2 separate regions of the Bactrocera dorsalis genome follow, and region 1 is linked to region 2. The links are chromatin contacts, called in public Hi-C maps. All regions are on one chromosome and are shown on one strand. The core of a region is the stretch at or near the end of the contact, and the rest is flanking DNA. Distances in the headings are between cores, read along the strand shown.

Region 1 (2,771 bases), core at 107-2,606, 290 kb after region 2:
CAGCTACCTAACCAAAGTCCGGCATCCCAATGCTTTCGCAGCCGCTCTACAGCCCAGATGAGGCCACCCGGACTTTTTTTGTTTCCTCGCCTAAAAAGGCCGATGAAAGGCAAGCATTTTGAGACGACAAACGGGATCCAAGCAGCATGCACCTCAACTCTCAGGGCTATAACGGAGAATGCTTTCCGTGAGGCCTTCAATGATTTGAAATCGCCGCAATCGACGAAGAAGGAGCCTATTTTAAAAGTTTTTAAAGAATTGTAACAATTGGTTCAATACATTTTTTTAAATTGACTCAGCCCCACTACTTTTCAGACAAACCCTGAATGCTATAGCTTTCCGATTTCGGCTGTTCTGAGCAACAGCTTCTTGGGGAAAGAGCATAGTATGTGCAATATATCAGTTCGATATCTCAAAAACTGGAAGATTTGTTCCGGTATATACAGACAGACGGACACAGCTCAATCGTTTCACTTCGTCACGCTAATCATTTTATAGACGATATAAGGTTCTAGGTGCTACAAATATAATATTTATTATTCAGGATATAAAAAAACTAGAAACAGGAGTAAGAAATCAAATTTTGTCCAGTTTAGACCAGAACTTAGATAATAAATGAATCAACCTGTTGGACCTCAGCAACCAAAAGCAAAACCAATCCTCAAATTTTGGTAATTATTGCAGGATAACGGAATTGAACTGTCGTGTCTATTTCCCAAAAAACGGAAATCATTTATAAGGATAGTTACATACATATGTATGTACATATGTATGTATGTATATTCAAGAAATGTTTCATATAGTTTCGAAAAATATATGTATGTAATGTAGAGGAAAGAGAATTTTATAATTAGAGCGTCAGGTGGGTCTCGGATTTTCATTGTATAGTTCAAGGTCCGAAAAACATTCTTCAATTGGTAGAGTAAGACCCAGAAGCTGTCATTTTGTATTATAATGATAATAAATTACTTTTTCCACACTCCCATAATAAATTGTGAATTTAAGACCTTTCTTTGAGATATCGAAGCGGGCCTTACCTTTTAAAAAAATTGTTTTCAAATTTTATCACTAACATAAACACATTACGTTTAGAACAGTTTATAACAGTTTCTTGTTGTACCAACACTGATATAATGACAGCTGCGCGTTTTAGACTTGCCACAGCTTATAAGATTACAACATATGTCATAACTATTTTACAATTTAATATCAATTATTTTATCAATAAATGCCATTTCGTAGCTGTTTCTAATGTTATTAAATTTATAATTTATGTATAACAAATATTTTTCTTACAAATATATTTCTTAAAACGTCAAATATTTTATTTGACATAAACGAATTGCTACAGCTGGCAACACTCAACTCACTTGGCAGTCACCGAACCAATGGATTTTGCAAAGGAAAATAAATTCCAATAGTGAAGCATTTCTGAATTTTATTCTTCGTTAGAATATTTAAATATTCATTTTTCAATCATTTATTTATCATTGGTGATTAATTGTAACAGTATTTAAGTGAGCAATGTTGGTGTAAAAGGCCAAGACATATTTTACGCAGTGCTGTGAAAATTTTTCTATTAGAAGCACACGACGAAAAAAGGAGTACAAGGCAAAAGTAAAAGGCAGCAGGCTGGTTAATGTGCAAATTGAATCATAAATTGCAAAACCCAGCAAAATCAATTAAAGTGAGTTGTGTTTTTTAACGATACATAAACGAATTGTGTGTTAATAAAAGTAAACTGAGCCACAAAGTAAAATTCGCATTTTCAACGGGTGGCCTACGATGAGGCTAATAGCAATTTGACCCCGACTGTAAGTGTAGAAATACTAGAAGAGGAAATGACGGGGCGGTGATTCATATGACAGTGCAAAGCTGCAAGGGCGAACTTGTTTAAACCAGCTCCTTGTAGAAAACTAGTAATAAGGAAGGCGTTAACAAATATATATTGTTCAATGTAAAATCGAAGGATTCCTTAAAGTGGGCAGAACAGGTTGTTGTGCTAGAAAAAAAACTGTGTATTGCCTCAATAAACATCGAATTGCAAGTGAATGCATTTTGTGCCAACTATTGTGAACGGCATAGCAAGATCTGATTGGATTGTGGTTGCTGTGTGTTCGTTAGTGACCAAAACAAAGGCGATGAAAACGTCAAATGAAAACAAAGTGCAATTGTTATAGATATAAAATCATTGTATTGTTACTTATTCCGATATCAGTTTTGTTATTCTTACACATTTTATAATCTACAGCGCAATGGAAGAGAAACGGATTGCTGACTATTTTGTAGTCGCTGGCATGCCAGAACAACCGCAATTGCTACAGGAGAATATATTTAGCGAATCTGGGCATTTACGTGCTGCCAATACCATTGAGCCTATAACAGATATTGGTGTATATTTTCCGTTACTCGATGAAGAAGTGCCCGACGGTTATGAGGTGTTGGAAACAACACCCACTGGACTGCCTGCGAATCTCAATCATGGCTCTATGCGTTCAACTGAGTGTTATATTTATTATAAACGTGGCAAAGATCGACCGCCTCTGGTGGATATAGGTAAATATATTAAATTTTTCAACTAATTAATATTTTTCTGATATTAAAAAATTAATCGCAGGTGTGCTGTATGATGGACATGAACGCATAATGTCTGACGCAGAAATCGTCGCCGAAACACCGGGTGGACGCATAGCCAATGTGAATAATTCTTCCTCGAAAATTTATCTCACCTATCGCCGCGCACGACCCGATATGCCATGCAACGAGCTTGT
Region 2 (2,755 bases), core at 90-2,589:
GTCGCCTGCTGGTGCTGCGCAGGATTGGCCGGTGCAGGTGTGGCAGTGAATTGTCCATTTGGACCTGCTGTCAATATAAGCTGTTGTGGTTGCTAATGATCAAAATAATCATGTTATTAAAAGAGTTTCAACGATATATTTATGAATGACGTTTGTTGTTCACTTTATTTAAAACTAAATGTTTTCACTTACATGAGTAGTTATAAAATACTGCGGTTGCGCCGGCTGCTGTATGATCTGCAGTTGTGGCTGTGGCGCCGCATTTTGTCCGTGTGCTGCATTTAGAGCCTCCGGTGTGGCAATAAAGTATTGCATCTGTTGTGGTTGTGTCGCGGATGGTTGCTGTATTATTTGTAACTGTTGGGGCGCATGCATAGTGGTATGCGCTTGCTGTGTCTGTTGTGGTTGGGCAGTCGCTGCGGTTAAGGTATCGGCATTGAGCGCGCCAAAAGTCAACACTTCACCTTCAGCTGTTTCCATCTTAACGGGTAAAGTCACGGTGCCTGCAGTCATGACAGCATTTGCTCCAGCTGTAGCTGTTGTATTATTTACAGTATTCACGTTAGTACTCTGTTGCTGCGTGTCCTTTTTCTGGCCACTACTGGTACTGGGTTTTATATCTTCACGCGGCACAATATCAATCAGAAAATCAAATTGATCGTAATTAGCTATAGCCTGTGCAATATCTGATCGTTGAAGTGTGCGTCGTTTGCTCTCTTCTGTGTGTATCCAGGCACGCATTGTAAGCTCTTGTATGAAGTACTCACATGCTTTGGCAAAAAGGAGTGGCGCCTCGGCCGCTATCATCCTAGCATTTTCATCTAATTTCATAATTTTTTTAATTCGTGCCAATGGTAATGCTTGATGTTTGGCATCTACTTGATGTATCGCTCGCACATCTGCCATAATATTCTGCCAGAAGTTGTCAATGGTGGGTGGGGGTTTGCGTACAACAGCCGTGCGCTGTGCCTTCGTTGATTGCTTTTCTTTGGGATTGTTGGGGGCACTACTGCTGGTTACTACCACATCACCCGATATGCTATATGTTGCAGATGATATGATATGGGTGGTATTTATTTGATTGTTGCTACTACCATGCCGACCACCACTGGTAGTGGCAGGTACTGACACAGAGCCGCCACTACTACTCGGCGCGTTGGAGTAGGAGTGCGACATTATTTCAACTGATATTTAAACACTGCACAGTGCACTTTAATGAATTAGAATTATATTTTACACGTTAATAATGGCAAATGTGCAAAAAATGTGAATAAAATAAATTTTGGCGTCAAACTAGTCACTGTTGTGTTCCACTTTTTTATTGGTTTCACTACTTTGCTTCCTCTTCCTAATTTAGTCAATCACATATAAATGTTCATCGAGACCCACGTAATCGATAGACAGAAATCGATAAACTTAATTATTAAAATCTAAGAAAAAAGAGATTAGTTTGTAGAAATATTATAATGCAATATTTTTTTGGGAAAATAATGGAGTCTTTATATTACAGCAACAATAAACAGCAATGTGTGTACTCTGATCATTCTGGTTTTTATATTTTACATGACTTTTACACATGTTTATGTGTTTAATTTGCTTCATTGTGAATGCTTCATACCTGTTATCAATGGAAATGACAACTCCACATCAGCCGGCTTTGTTTTTTGTATTAGTTGGCAAAGTAGAAACAAACTGCCCAAAATTTTTCTGATCAGCGGCTCCAATAATGGAGTGCCATTTCTGGAAGATTTTCGCTCTATCTAGCGCAGTTAAAATATTGCTAATTCCTTCGCCGTAAGTCAAAGTCAAAAGCTATTCAATATAAAATATCAATGTACTATAACAACTGTATCTTAGTCACTCCACAGATTTCGAAGTACACCGGAATTGGTTGGCTATAACACATTCATTACCCATAAGTAAATGGTATTATGAAAACACTAGCAATTGGACGCTTGACTATCCACCCTTCTTTGCCTATTTTGAATGGCTGCTATCTTATGCCGCATCCTTCGTGGATCCGCAAATGGTAGTCGTAACAAACCTCAACTATGCTTCTACGGCTACAATTTATTTCCAACGTTGCTCGGTGATAATTATGGATCTAGTGTTCGCTCTTGGTGTACGACGATCTCTACGTGCATTAAAAATAACGCAATCATCGCCGCAATCATTTGCTGCTGCGATGTTACTTTTGTTTAACGTTGGATTGTTATTTGTGGATCATATGCATTTCCAATATAATGGTTTCTTATTTGGTATACTCTTGCTGAGTATAAGTTTTCTGCTGGAGGAACGTTATTTGCTCTCAGCCTTCACATTTGCCACATTACTTATGTTTAAGCATATTTTTCTCTACATGGCACCAGCTTTTGCAGTTTATCTGCTCAAGTTTTATTGCCTGGATTCTAAGTGTGCTAGGAATGCAATAATATGTATAGTTAAATTGGCAGTAGTGGGTTTAACACCTATTGTAGCCGCTTTCGGACCATTCTATAATCAGATAGATCAGGTGCGAATTTATATTTATCAAGAAGTAAAACAAAATTATAGTCAAATTATTTTCAGGTTTTTAGTCGCCTATTTCCATTCAAACGCGGCTTAACACACGCTTATTGGGCGCCAAATTTCTGGGCCCTATATAATACTGCCGACAAAGTTGCAGCCAAATTGTTACGCATTCCAAGTACAACAGGACCTTCAACTACTTCTGGGCTTGTGCAAGAGTTTGAACCACAATTCCTGCCTAACATAA

The links. A called contact is a pair of places that touch in the nucleus more often than the background predicts.
Region 1: a contact with region 2 is called in a Hi-C map of whole body, with 10 times the contacts expected there. The contact joins the promoter of LOC105224299 here to the promoter of LOC105228860 in region 2. A contact is called at or near these places in 2 of 2 Hi-C or Micro-C datasets (both in whole body).

The regions. Positions count from the first base shown.
Region 1 is chr4:56,193,710-56,196,480 of ASM2337382v1, forward strand. It overlaps LOC105224299 (DENN domain-containing protein Crag), which reads left to right and starts at 1,357. Exons shown (of 15, transcript XM_049455041.1): 1 at 1,357-1,687; 2 at 2,252-2,556; 3 at 2,618-2,771. The coding sequence starts at 2,256.
Region 2 is chr4:55,900,240-55,902,994 of ASM2337382v1, forward strand. LOC105228860 (nuclear transcription factor Y subunit gamma) reads right to left here and starts at 1,340. Exons shown (of 3, transcript XM_011208852.3): 1 at 193-1,340; 2 at 1-92. The coding sequence starts at 1,176. It overlaps LOC105228859 (probable dolichyl pyrophosphate Glc1Man9GlcNAc2 alpha-1,3-glucosyltransferase), which reads left to right and starts at 1,624. Exons shown (of 5, transcript XM_011208850.4): 1 at 1,624-1,794; 2 at 1,858-2,512; 3 at 2,569-2,755. The coding sequence starts at 1,727.